3 separate regions of the Mus musculus genome follow, and all the other regions are linked to region 3. A link is a contact called in public HiChIP or PLAC-seq and promoter capture Hi-C data. All regions are on one chromosome and are shown on one strand. The core of a region is the stretch at or near the end of the contact, and the rest is flanking DNA. Distances in the headings are between cores, read along the strand shown. Region 1 holds the start of 2410017I17Rik (RIKEN cDNA 2410017I17 gene). Region 2 holds the start of A930015D03Rik (RIKEN cDNA A930015D03 gene). Region 3 holds the start of Olfr94 (olfactory receptor 94).

Evidence for each region. Promoter capture Hi-C pulls out the DNA fragments that hold promoters and counts their contacts. HiChIP or PLAC-seq counts read pairs in DNA pulled down with a chosen protein or histone mark.
Region 1: an H3K27ac HiChIP or PLAC-seq map of embryonic stem cells shows a contact between it and region 3, with 2.1 times the contacts expected there. The contact joins the promoter of 2410017I17Rik here to the promoter of Olfr94 in region 3. A contact is called at or near these places in 2 of 39 promoter capture datasets (embryonic stem cells and hippocampal neurons) and 2 of 115 datasets of contacts at active chromatin or transcription factors (both in embryonic stem cells).
Region 2: a promoter capture Hi-C map of embryonic stem cells shows a contact between it and region 3, with 4 times the contacts expected there. The contact joins the promoter of A930015D03Rik here to the promoter of Olfr94 in region 3. A contact is called at or near these places in 2 of 39 promoter capture datasets (embryonic stem cells and hippocampal neurons).

The regions. Positions count from the first base shown.
Region 1 is chr17:36,142,042-36,146,275 of GRCm38.p6, reverse strand. It overlaps 2410017I17Rik (RIKEN cDNA 2410017I17 gene), which reads right to left and starts at 1,258. Exons shown (of 4, transcript NR_033517.1): 1 at 1,074-1,258. Gm10499 (predicted gene 10499) reads left to right here and starts at 327. Exons shown (of 8, transcript NM_001370818.1): 1 at 327-416; 2 at 619-888; 3 at 1,089-1,364; 4 at 2,849-3,124; 5 at 3,252-3,280; 6 at 3,745-3,777; 7 at 3,897-3,944. The coding sequence starts at 353. It also overlaps a transcript of Gm8909 not described here.
Region 2 is chr17:35,992,196-35,996,941 of GRCm38.p6, reverse strand. A930015D03Rik (RIKEN cDNA A930015D03 gene) reads right to left here and starts at 2,438. Exons shown (of 2, transcript NR_015618.2): 1 at 2,382-2,438.
Region 3 is chr17:37,194,457-37,199,228 of GRCm38.p6, reverse strand. It overlaps Olfr94 (olfactory receptor 94), which reads left to right and starts at 1,263. Exons shown (of 1, transcript NM_001011518.1): 1 at 1,263-2,423. The coding sequence starts at 1,263. The coding sequence ends at 2,423. It overlaps Ubd (ubiquitin D), which reads right to left. Exons shown (of 2, transcript NM_023137.3): 2 at 3,128-3,983. The coding sequence ends at 3,516.

The sequences.
Region 1 (4,234 bases), core at 9-2,508, 1.1 Mb after region 3:
CTGAAAGAAACCCTTTCTTCCTCAAGTTGCTTTTGGTCATGGGGTCTTATCACAGCAATGGAAACCCTCACTAAGACACAGGTGCACAAGGGCCTCACTCTGCTCCCTGCAGACACCACCCTCTCCTGCAGCTCAGCTCCTGCCCCTCCCTTGCCCTGGAGCAGCACCACTTTATAGCTCCTGGGGATCTGATGCCCTCTCTGGACCCGGAGGTAGCAGGAATTATCTGGCAGGTCTCATCTCCATTGGGTGGCAGGATCCTGGGGAAGGAACCAACAGCTCCTCCGCGGGCGCTGGTTATAAAGTCCAAGCAGCCCGAGGGCCTCAAATGCCCTGTATCCCAGATGGGACAATGGCGCAGCGAATGCTGCTCCTGCTGCTGGCGGCCGCCCTGACCCTGATCGAGACCCGCGCGGGTGAGTGCGGGGTCGGGAGGGAAACGGCCTCTGCGTGGAGGGGCGGGGACGGCACTGTGGAATCCGCGTCCCCCCGTCGCTCACAAGACCCTCCGCCCTTCTACACCCGCATCCGGAGCCCGGCGCCCTGCTCCCCTCCCGGCCCGCGCAGTGGGCCGGAGTCCCGTGAGGAGGTCCGGGTCTCACCGCGCGCCGCCCCCAGGCTCACACTCGATGCGGTATTTCGAGACCGCCTTGTCCCGCCCTGGCCTCCGGGAACCCCGATTCATCTCTGTCGGCTACGTGGACGACACGCAGTTCGTGCGCTTCGACGGCGACGCGGAGAATCCGAGGTATGAGCCGCGGGCTCCATGGATGGAGCACGAGGGGCGGGAGTATTGGGAGCGGGAGACACAGATCGCCAAGCGCAATGAGCAGAGTTTCCGAGGGAGCCTGAGGACCGCGCAGCGCTACTACAACCAGAGTGAAGGCGGTGAGTGACCCTGGGTGGGAGGTCACGAGCTCGAAATGTCCCTAGACAGGGGCCGGAGATCTCCAATCCCAAGTCTAGGTTCGGGAGCAGAACCGACCCAGGACCGGTTTCCCTTTCACTTTGGAGGAGTCCGCTGGTGGACTAGGCCAGGGCGAGCGGGGGCGGTGCGGGTGAGCGGCGCTGACCTTGGGATCCCGCAGGCCTTCACACGTTCCAGCTGTTGTTCGGCTGTGACGTGGGGTCGGACGGGCGCCTCCTCCGCGGATACCTACAGTTCGCTTATGATGGCCGAGATTACATCGCCCTGAACGAAGACTTGAACACGTGGACGGCGGCGGACCTGGCAGCGCTGATCACCCGACGCAAGTGGGAGCAGGCTGGTGCTGCAGAGCATTACAAGGCCTACCTAGAGGGCGAGTGCGTGGAGTCGCTCCGCAGATACCTGCAGCTCGGGAAGGAGACGCTGCTGCGCACAGGTGCAGGGGCCGCGGGCAGCTCCTCCCTCTGCCCTCGGGCTGGGGCTCAGTCCTGGGGAAGAAGAAACCCTCAGCTGGGGTGATGCCCCTGTCCCAGAAGGGAGAGTGTGTCCCTGGGTCTCTTGATCCCTTGTCACAGTGACTGCACTGACTCTTCCAGGGCTCAGCCTTCTCCCTGGACAGTGCCCAGGCTGTCTCAGGAGGGAAGGAGAGAATTTCCCTGAGGTGACAACAGCTGCTCCCTTCAGTTCCCCTATAGCCTCTGTCAGCCATGGCCTCTCCTAGTCTGGATTCTCTGCCCACACCCACTGTCTGTGGACATGGACTCCTGTCCTGCTGAGTGTGTCAGCCCTTACACCTCAGGACCTGAAGTCGCCTTTACCTGATGGGAGACATGGACTCCCCAACACTAGGCTGGTTGCCCCAGTTTCTAGAATTTTCAAAGAATACATTCTCCCAGATCCCTCCCTGTCTGTAACACAATTCTTTCTATTCCTACAGTGGTGAATGGTCACATGAGCCCTTATGGGCTACCCTGGAGGAATATAAATACTGGAATTTCTTTTTCTTTTTTCTCTTTTCTTTTTCTTCTTTCTTTTTTCTTTCTTTCTTTATTTTTTTTTTTTGAAGGCGTTATTTTGTTTCTAGTCAGTTTTTGTCTGCACTGGAGTGATCCTGTTTCTCCCTGCCCTCCTATTATCATTTGTATCAGTCTACATTGCTAACCTGGATAATTACACAAGATAAGTCAGGGTTCTCATTAAAAGATCGATTATTGTGAGATTACACTGTTTCCTGTCAGACCTAAACATGCAGAAGCCTCCTGCTGTCTCTCTGCCCCCACAAATTACAGTGCTCCCCCTAGTGAATCAGGAATTGGACTTTCTGAGTGACAGGGTCTTCTGAAATCCAGGGCTATAGTGAGCCCTCCCTGTGGGCCCAGTGTGTTCCAGTGAGTGCTGCACTGGGGTCCACAGCTCACTCCAGGGGTCCTGTGTAACATACCTGTACCTTGTCCCCCAGAGTCAGGGGCAGGGAGTCATTTTCTCTGGCTGCACACTTTGTGATGGCTGTTCACTTGAACTGACAGTTAATGTTGGTCTGCAAGATGACCACAGTGGAAGACTCAGTGGTGGCATCCTACCAAGAGCATATGGCCCTAATATCTGATCTTGAAATGAACTCAAACACATATTAAATTACTTTTTTGCCATTCCCTCTTCCATTCTTTGACTACCTCATTTATGCTATTGAACATCACATAAGGATGACCATGTTGATGGATTCTCTCTTGGCTTCTGAGTCCCAAAAGAAAATGTGCAGTTCTGTGCTGAGAGGACCAGCTCTGCCTGCAGGTCACCAGTGCCATGACAGTTGAAGTGTCAAACAGACATATTGTTCAGTGTCTTCATTGATTTGATTGAGTCTTGTGTAGATTTCAGTTTGTCTTGTTAATCGTGTGATTTCTTAAATCTTCCACACAGATCCCCCAAAAGCCCATGTGACCCATCACCCCAGATCTGAAGGTGATGTCACCCTGAGGTGCTGGGCCCTGGGCTTCTACCCTGCTGACATCACCCTGACCTGGCAGTTGAATGGGGAGGAGCTGACCCAGGACATAGAGCTTGTGGAGACCAGGCCTGCAGGGGATGGAACCTTCCAGAAGTGGGCAGCTGTGGTGGTGCCTCTTGGGAAGGAGCAGAATTACACATGCCATGTGGAACATGAGGGGCTGCCTGAGCACCTCACCCTGAGATGGGGTAAGGAGAGTGTGGGTGCAGAGCTGGGGTCAGGGAAAGCTGGAGCCTTCTGCAGACCCTGAGCTGGTCATGGCTCAGAGCTGGGATCATAACCTTCACCTTCATTTCCTGTACCTGTCCTTCCCAGAGCCTCCTCCATCCACGGACTCCAACATGGTAATCATGGCTGTTCTTTTTTTTTTTTTTTTTTTTTATTTATTATATGTAAGTACACTGTAGCTGTCTTCAGACACTCCAGAAGAGGAAGTCAGATCTCGTTACGGATGGTTGTGAGCCACCATGTGGTTGCTGGGATTTGAACTCTGGACCTTCGGAAGAGCAGTCGGGTGCTCTAACCCACTGAGCCATCTCACCAGCCCATGGCTGTTCTTGTTGTCCTTGGAGCTGTGATCATCATTGGAGCTATGGTATCTTTTGTGTTGAAGAGCAGGAGAACAATAGGTAGGAAAGGGCAGGGTCTGAGTTTTCTCTCTGTCCCCTTTAGACGTGTGGTCAGCTCATTAATGGGAAACAAATCCACACCCCACATTGCTACAGTCTCCACCTGGGTCCTCTGTCAGTTCTGGGAACTTGCTAGTGTCAAGATCTTCCTTGAACTCTCACAGCTTTTCTTCTCACAGGTGGAAAAGGAGGGGACTATGCTCCGGCTGGAGGTAGGTGTGGGAGAGAAGATTGTCTCTGGGACTCTTGGGGTGAAGGTAGAGCAAAGTTAGCCCATATTAGCTCCTCCAACCCTGTCAGTCTCCTGAATGTCTTCTTTCTTCTACTGCAGGAAGCAAAGGTGGCCAGGGCTCTGACTTGTTTCTGGGGGCCTTCAAAGGTAACAAATAGGATCATGGATTGGCCCTAAGGCAAACAGAAGAGGACTGGGTCCCAGGTCCTCTCAGATCTACACCTTTGAATGAGTGGTGGGACTAGGAGATGGTTTCATATTGAATGTCCTGACTTATTTTTTTACCCTGAGATAGCCTTCTTGTGGGAACAAGTCCAGACTTACAAACTACAAATGTCTAAAGCTATTTGCTTTTCCTCTATGCACAATGGGAAGACCTGGAAAGCCTAGGCTACCTTAGCACACAAGGACCCTGTCCCTAACTTGCCTGTTCTCCT
Region 2 (4,746 bases), core at 1,189-3,688, 1.2 Mb after region 3:
ACTCTTTTTTTTTTTTTTTTTTTTTGGTTTTTCGAGACAGGGTTTCTCTGTATAGCCCTGGCTGTCCTGGAACTCACTTTGTAGACCAGGCTGGCCTCGAACTCAGAGATCCACCTGCCTCTGCCTCCCGAGTGCTGGGATTAAAGGCGTGCGCCACCACGCCCGGCCCTGCTACTCTTTAGTGTAGCAATCTCCTTCCAAAACGCCCCGTTCTACTCTGAAAAATCCTTTCATCTACATTCATTATTGGCCTAGAAGCAATGAGAGCTGATGGAGGTAGGTCCAGAAGAAGACAGCCACTCGTTATGAAGCAAGATGCTATTAAACAGTTGATGTGTCTAGGAAGGTGTTTCCTGAGAAAGGAGGGGGGAGGGGAAGGGGGCCGGGGGCAGTAGCAGACTCAGGATCTCCACTAGTATCCTTAGCATATTTAATGGGCACTGCCAGACCACCACTACTATACTGAGAAGCCAGGGCTAGCTAGCTCTCAGCTCAGAAGCCATAAAAGGTATAAGAGGCTTTCTGTCTGCCCTTTGCATTGGGTACCTGTCAGAAGCAGTTAGTTAGGACATACCAAACTCTCTGTAATCACACTAACCAAGGACCCCAGCACGTGATTTGTCTCTCAAGGCCTTACACTTCTCCGTCAATTCTTAGCCACCTCTGTTAATAGTCTTGTTATTAACAAGATAGTCAATAACAACCACTCAGTAGGCCTCTGAGACCTTAGCACAAGTGACTCCATGATGGAAGTGCCATTCAGGATGTAAAACTCAGCACCAAGACAGTATCCCCCGGACAAAATGAAAACAAAGACTTAATCCATCAAAGTCTGTAGTTCTGGGGAAATGTCTAAATGTACTAACATTGCTGTCTGCTTCTGGATAACTGTTCTTGTTAACTCAAGTATGTCAACCCAGAACATGGTTTTTGGTGTTTAAAAGTTCACTCGGGGGGGGGGGGTATGGGGGACCTTTGGGATAGCATTGAAAATGTAAACGAGGAAAATACCTAATAAAAAAAAAACAATAAAAAAAAAGTTCACTCAGAGAAAGACTCGGGGACACTGGGAGCCTGGACACTCAGTGTCACCCCCAGCCAGCTACTAAAGACTTTCTAGTGGCTTAAACCCATGTCTGAGCAATCTTCTCGGGCGGATAATACCATCTGTATTTTCCCTGCTGTGTACGGACATGCTATGAACTACCAGCACCAAATTTCAACTCAGCAAGAATGTGATCTGGGCTAGCAACTTTCATTAAACAATGTTTCCTGTGACCACCCAGGATCCAATGTATGAATATTTTTGCCTGCATGCAGCCACCAGTGCTGGACACTGAACCTGGGTCCTCTGGAAGAGCAGCCGGTGCTCTTACCTGCTGAGCCCTCTCTCCAGCCCTGCTTATTAGACTTCTAACACATCAAGAACTTCATTTCAACCAGACATGGTGGCGAATGCCTTTAATCCTAGCGTTCAATAGGCAAAGGCAGACAGAGTCCAGGCCAGACCCTACTACATAGCAAGACCGCCCCCCCCCCAGTCCCCCCCCCTCCAAAAAAAAAAAAAACCAATATCGAGTTCTCTGAGTAACTGGCTTAATCTCTTCCATGGCTCATTCATCCTGACCTCACAGAAATCCACCTCCTGAATGCTGGCATTAAAGGAGTGAGACACCGTGCCTACCACCATTCCCTTTATAAGGTGTGAAGAGTGGAGACCAGAGGACAACTGTATCTTTCCTAACACAGCCTCCATTTTTTTTTCCTCTAAGACTCACTACTTAGGCTACTGCGGTTCACCGAGTAGTCCCGAGTAGTCCCGGGGATCGGCCTGTCTTCCTCCCAGCTGGGTTTTCATAACAAGCCACCACGCTCACATTTTTAAAGCGATTTCCGATGATCAACCTCGGAGGTCCTGTGCTACAAAGCAAGCTCTTTACCGATTAAGCAACCTCCGCGGCCCTAAACAATGTGTTTTAACACACCACGTTATATATTTCAAACGTGTGCAATTTTTGTCACTTACACCTAAATAAATAAAGCTGGGGAAATTAAAATCTAATGAGGGCCGGGCATGGTGGTGCAGGTCTTTATTTCCAGCACTCCGTAGGCCTAGGCAGATAGATCTGGGTTCGAGGCCAGCCTAGTCAACAGATCGAGCTCCAGGAAAGTCAGGGCTACACAGAGAAAACCTGTCCTGAAATGAATGAATAAATCTACTAAGTAAGCTTAGTTGAGCCGAGAAAATTAAAATGAAAAATACTATAGTAGGCGCTTCAAGTTGCGAAGGCTTGACGATTGTACGCTTTTCTAGATTTGATAACCGACATTTCTGACCAAAACAAACAAACAGCGACTTTAAAAGGTTTTCGTGGGCTTACCGTTTGAGGAAGAGACATGGCGAAACCGGTCTGCGACGCCGGACTAGACGCAAAGCCAAGCCCACGGGCGAAACACATCCGTCTTCTTCACCCGTTGGGTGGGACTTCCGCTATCAAGGCTCCACCTTCTTAAAGGTTCCCCAAAAACCGCTAGCAGCTGGGGACCGACCGTTCAAACACTTGAACCTATGGGGGACCATTTCACCCAAAGAATGGACTGTCAGATGGTATTAGAAATTATCTCGAGCTGGCCGTGGTGGCACACACCTTTAATCCTAACACTCGGCACTAGGCAGGCAGGTTGGTGTCTGAGTTCGAGGCCAGCCTGGTCTACAGAGTGAATTCCAAGACAGCCAGGGCTACACAGAGAAACCCTGTCTCAAAAAATAAAACCAAATAAATAAATAAATAAATAAATAAATAAATAAATAAATAAATAAATAAATAAATAAATAAATGACTTTTTCCAACCATTGAAATCTGCTACGAGTAGAAGAACGAAGCTAAACGGTTTCAAAACAGCAGCAACGCAATAGCTCTAAGATAATTTTTATTTGTGGTATGAGATAAGGTCTTGTTATTTAGCCCAGGATAGCCTATCTGTTCACAGCAATCCTCTTGTCTCAGCCTGAAAAGCTGGGGTTAAAGGGGTGCACCACAGCCCAGCTCCATCGAACGTCGCGCGACGTCAGGGTTTCCTCTGCGCAGCCATGACGCATCTTGACCAGCAGGTGGCACTGCGGAGTCGCAGGTGCGGTGGACCGACCCTTTACCCAAGGCTGTGGGGATCTTGAGTTCCAAGTGTTTTTCCTGCTGTTGCAGCTACTCATTACTTACTACCTACTGATACATAATATTTCAACATAAAGATGAGCTGTAGCCGCACAGCTATCTGAACGTCACCACCAGTTATAGGCTGTTGTGAGCTGCTGGGTGTGAATGCTAGAAACCCTGGAAGAGAATCAAGTGCTCCTAAATTGCTGAGCCTTCTCTCCACCCCATAGCCAAATTACTTGACAATTACATCCTTATTCCAATGCCTGCACCTCTATCCGCTATATGGGGCCTTCAAGCTCATCTCTTCAATGGGTCCACTGCACCACAATGTTCAATGCCACCCTGACCCTGCCCACCCCCCACCCCCAACCCAATTACCTTCAACCTCCATCGTCTTCCTCTGGGCCTTCTCTCCTCCCTCCCCTTTACATTCCTGGTTTTCTCTAACTGGCTTACTCCTCTTCCCAGACAAGAAGTAAGACGCCTGCAAATTCTCCTCTCTTCCTACACAGGTTCTCAGCTTACACTACACTCTGAAGATGACCTATTCCTCTCCTCCCACCTCTATGCTGATGGTGCCCAATGTCTCCAGCCAGCATCTCTTCCCCAAGCTGTGCTTGCATATACTGTCTGCATATATTGTCTCTGGAGATCGCCCATAACAAACATGCCAAACTAGAGCCATGCTACACTCTGTTCCCTTACTCTACAACTCCATCACCAACACACACACACACACACACACACACACACACACACACACACACGAGAGAGAGAGAGAGAGAGAGAGAGAGAGAGAAGCAATCCAACAGCCTGTCCATCTATCAAACAGTCAAACAGTCTTTCCCCCACTGTTTCTGGTTCATTTTCCTTCTAGGATGGCTATAAAACCCTCTGGTCACTTTCCCCTTCCAAATAAATGTCCAAGTTGCAAACACAGTGGTCTACAGCCAATTATTTCCCTGCCTTTTAGTCCTAGGGTTAAATTTTTATTATTTTTTTTTTCCAACAGGGTCTCATGGTGGAGCTCTGGCTGGACTGAAACTCAGAGATCTGCCTGTGCCTTCCAAGCTCTGGAATTAAAGGTGTGCCCCACCACACCCAGCTCTATGGGTTTTCTGTTTTGTTTCCAGACAGGATTTCTGTTTAACAGCCCTGGCTGTTCTGAAACTCACTCTGTAAGATAAGGCTGGCCTCAAATTCACAGAGATTCAACTGCCTTTGCCTCCCGAGTGCTGGAATTAAAGGTGTGTCCCACCATGCCTACCTTCACGGATTCGTTCTTTAAAATGGGGACTGAAGAGCTGGCTCAATGGTTAAGAGCTGAGTTCAATTCCCAGCAACCGCGTGGTGGCTCACAACCATCTGTAATGGGACCTGATGCCCTCTTCTGCTGTCTCTAAAGACAGCTACAGTGTACTCATATAAACAAACTAAATAAATATTACTAACGTGGCCGGAGACCTCTACAACCTCTCCTAACTCCTTGCACTCGTTGCCCCAGAACGCGTCTTTACACCACCAATGCACACACTGCGTTCCCTCTCACTTCCACCTACCTTTTGTATGTTCTCCTCTTTCTTCGGTG
Region 3 (4,772 bases), core at 14-2,513:
AGACTCTTGTGCAAGTTTTATCTATTCTATCAACCATGATAATTTCTGTATCCCCCAGATTGTTGAATTCAGTATCAATACCTAGAGCCTTGAAATCGAGGTCCTTTTTGTTTCTTGCATTTCTTTTAAATTTGTTTGAGAAACAGTTGACAGGAAAGCCCATGATAGACCCAAGAAGTCAAATTCCACCACCATTTACACATGACAAACTTGAAGGAGAATGATATGAAATGATTTCTACATCTCAAATAACCAACCAGACACTGTTGTTTTAGCTGAGTACAGTTTGAGGCCTGAGGGCTCCTCATTTCTGGTCTGATAGGAAGTATTCCAGTATAACATGTTAAAAACAAACTCACAGAGTAGGAGCATAGCTCAGTCTGAGCATGCTTAGCATGTGCAAGGTCCCAGATTCAATCCCCAGCCCAAGGGGGGGGGGGGCGAGGCACAATAAACTTTAAACGGGTTTATTTGAGCAAATAGCTATTTCTGAATCAGGCAAAAGTGGTTCAGTGGGCCACAGCCGGGAAACATAGGGAACATTTTGATAGGATGAACACAGAAGTAAAACAAAGAAACATTTGGGTGGATGCTGGACACTGTAGCTCATGATTATAATCCTAGCTCTCTGGAGGTTGACACAAGAGGATCAGGAGTTCAAAGGCCATCCTCTGCCTCTCAAGTAGAACTGAAGGCCAACCTGGGCTTCATGAGGCCCTACTGGAAAGAAGGGAGGGCGGGAGAGAGAGAAGCAGGCAGGGAGAGAAGGAAAGAAACCTCAAGACAGGCAGAGACAACGGAGGCAGAGAGGAAGGAAAGGAGACTAAGGACAAAAATATTTGATTGGCTACAGTTACCATATTTGGTGTAGTCCAGTGGAAACTATAGCTAGATATTTCTTGGCTCCTCCTATCAGAGCGCACTTGGCTTTAACTGTTGCATAAACAGAAAAGTGGATGATACTGCTCCATCTAGTCTCACTCAGGCTTAACTCTTAGACAACGCCCACTTTTAAGGAAAACTGGGGGCGGGGTGCTCAGAGTGGAGTATGCCCTTCTTATACAAAGTATCTTTATAGCTGCCCTTAGGAGGAATGCTGAATTTCTTCCTTAATCCCTGGAAGGGCAACCAGAACCAGGAACACAGACCTGGTTAGCTAGCGATAGACTTAGGACAATTTGATCTTGTAAGTTGTGTCTAATTGGCTCACCTGTTAAGCACAGTTTCTATCCCCCTTGAAGGACTTGTAAAGGAATACTGGGATGTGGCTATGTAACAAAACCAAAACTTGGGCATGTGCCGAGTTTATCCCATATTGGAGGTTCTTGTTTGTTGTGGTTAGCGGTAAGACAGGGTTTTACTATGTAGCTCTGGCTGGCCTCGAACTCACAGAAATTTCTGGCCTTTGCCTCCCAGCGCAAGGCCCGCAACACTGTCTAGCATTAAATATTTTTGTCTCGCCTTCCGAACCTTCTTGGAGTTTTCCCCCTCAGGCTAACCACAGCTCAGCGGAGCGCTTCCTACTGCTGGGTTTCAGCGACTGGCCCTCTCTGCAGCCTGTCCTCTTCGCACTGGTCCTTCTCTGCTACCTACTAACGCTCACCGGCAACGCGGCGTTGGTGCTGCTGGCCATTCGCGACCCTCGCCTGCACACACCCATGTACTACTTCCTTTGCCACTTGGCTCTGGTGGATGTGGGTTTCACCACTAGTGTGGTGCCACCGCTGCTGGCCAGCCTGCGCGGCTCAATGCTGCAGCTACCGCGCGCTGGGTGCATGGCTCAGCTGTGCTCATCGCTGGCGCTGGGCTCCGCCGAGTGCGTGCTGCTGGCCGTCATGGCGCTGGACCGCGCGGCTGCGGTATGCAACCCTCTGCGCTACACCTCACTGGCCTCGCCGCTACTGTGCCGCACGCTGGCCGGAGTCTCCTGGCTCGGTGGCCTGGCCAACTCCGCGGCGCAGACCGCCCTGCTGGCCGCGCGTCCCCTGTGCGCACCCCGCTGTCTGGACCATTTCATCTGCGAGTTGCCGGCGCTGCTGCAGCTGGCCTGCCGCGGCGGCCGCAGCGCCACCGAGCGCCAGATGTTCGCCGCGCGTGTGGTCATCCTGTTGGTGCCTTCGGCGGTCATCCTGGCCTCCTACATCGCCGTGGGCCGCGCGGTCTGGGGCATGCACTCCAGCTCTGGCTGGCGGAAAGCGGCGAGCACATGTGGCTCTCACTTGACCGCGGTCTGCCTATTTTATGGCTCTGCCACCTACACCTACCTGCAACCCACGCATAGTTACAACCAGGGCCGTGGCAAATTCGTCTCGCTCTTCTACACGGTGGTCACTCCCGCTCTCAATCCTCTCATCTACACACTGAGGAACAAGGAAGTGAAGGGGGCGGCACTGAGGCTCTTGCGGAGTCTGGGGAGGCCATAGGTGGGACAGTGAAAAAACTGAGAAGGGCTCAGAGTCCTGGAAATAGGATGCTCATAATTTTTGTCTGTGCATAAGGATCTGCAAGTTTTGTGCTCCGTGAGTTCTGGGTTAGTAGCGAGATTCTTTTCTCTCACCGGGTAGGGTTTGAATTCTTGCGGGGTGCGGAGAGGGGACTCCTGAAATATATAAACACTCTTAAATGGTGATGTGGTAAATGGCTCTTGGGACTCTCAGTAAGGAGGGAAGCAGGATGCAGGAGGGGGTCAGATGCACTCTGAGGAGACTTTGTACCAGCCCTGAAGAATCCACCTGGAGATAAGATGATGAGCACCCTGGTGCTGACCTTTATTTTTTTCTCCAGGCTTACAAAAGACCTTAAAAAATTCCATGACCTCGCCCATCAGGTGGAGTCTCTCTCGGGTTAACAAAGAAGTTATGGGCCCCACCTTACAGAGATCTCTTCCAGAAACAAGACATGGTTTCCATTCTTGGGGAGCCAGTCCAGCTAATGCAAACCTAGCCAGGTCACCATGCCCACTACAGAACGTCAAAGAATGTCTGCAAATAATAGGCAATTGTGCTGGCCCTGGTTAAACTGGGACTCCCATCTGCCGGATAGGATAAGGCTCTTCCCCTTCCTTGCCCACCCGACACGTGGAGAGGGTGTTAGGTTTTATTTCATACCAAATATCTTTAAGAAGATGATGACTGAATTTAAATAATTTATTAGACTATGATCCAGTTATGGTAAACAATCATATTCCATAACACATTCTTTCTCTATACTCTATAATTAAAATTCAATTTGGTTCAACAATCATTCATTGATCCACCTTCCCCTGCATCCCAAGTCCTGGAATTAAGTTTGCACCACCACACCTGACTAAAGGTTCAGCTTTTGCCCTCATCAACAACCCTGCGAATGAACTATGTTAGAAACAAGATTCACAGACTTGACAAATACTTTTAATCTACTCCACTTCCCTCAAATATTTATTTCATTCTCGTTAATTTTTTATATCATCAAGAGATGTGATTGGTAATAGCTCAGAGGAAATCGGCTTTGAGCTTCTCATCACCGCATCCCCGTGGTCATCCCCCAGTGCAGTGTGTTGTCAGAAAGAGCAAACTGCCACTCTTGATGTTGTAGTCAGCCATGATCTTTCCATCTTCCAGCTTCTTTCCGTTGCAATTCACAACCTGCTTCTTAGGGATCACAGAGGTCACACTCTCGATCATCTCTTTCACCTGGGCCACTGAGCTGGATCTTCGAACTCGGAGGAGGTGCCTTTGCCCCTCGTTTTTGGACTCCACCAGAAACAAGGGCAGCTCTTCATCACTGGGCTTCACCACCTTCAGGGTAAGGTGGATAGTGGTTTCCTTGTCAATCCCATAGGATGACAATTTTCGATGGGGCTTGAGGATTTTGGAGTCTAGCAGAAGGATCTGGTCCTGTACAGAGACCTTGGTTTGGGACCTAATATGTTCATTTATCTTCTTCACTTTGTCATTCTCAGTGGTCTCAAAGGTCATTAACCGCCATTGGTCTGAACGGACAACCTAGGCAAAGAAAGCCAAGAGCGTCATCTAAGAACGCCTGCCACCCTCTACCCCCTACTCCTCAGCTTCACTGTTCTCCTGGTTGGCCCTCTGGCTCCTTCTCAACAGTCTGCATCTCTCCCTCTCTTGCAACTTTTGATTCCTACATCATAACCCAAATCAGAACATCGGCTTCGTGAAACTATAGGGCTTCAAACGTTGTATACAGATCCCTAAGCAAACCCAAAGAGGATTTCCAAGATTTGGCAGCCTCACAGAATGCTCTCAGCCATGACTCACCCTCTGTGACTAATTCAGAAAGAACCCTAGTTAAGACATAGTCTCTACACTGCTGCGTTCTTATTAATGTTCCCGTCCATTTCTGGTAATGTCCATGTTGTGGTGATGCTGTGCTTAATGGTGTTAATGTGTATCTCTTGTATTTTATATCCATTGATATAGAACATAATATCCTTTTTAAATTAGACCAGGATCCCATTCACAGAAGACAAAAACTATATCTGAGTTTAACTTCATTTACTGAAGAATTAAGTTAGGGAAGAATCAGGCCTGTAAACTTTATGAAAACTTCCTCATACTCCATTCAAGGAACCTTCCCAACCTAGATATTCCATATTCTTCTTCAGTTTTGTCTTGTATTGGACATTGCCCTAATTGCACATTCTTTACATTGGAGCATAACCTGTTTAAGGTAATGTGTTAGTTATGTCACCAATAACAAGAAAAACAAGTTTTATGAAGTTTTCCTTTGAAAAGAGAGAGACGCTTAAGGCTGAGAACTCTGTAAGT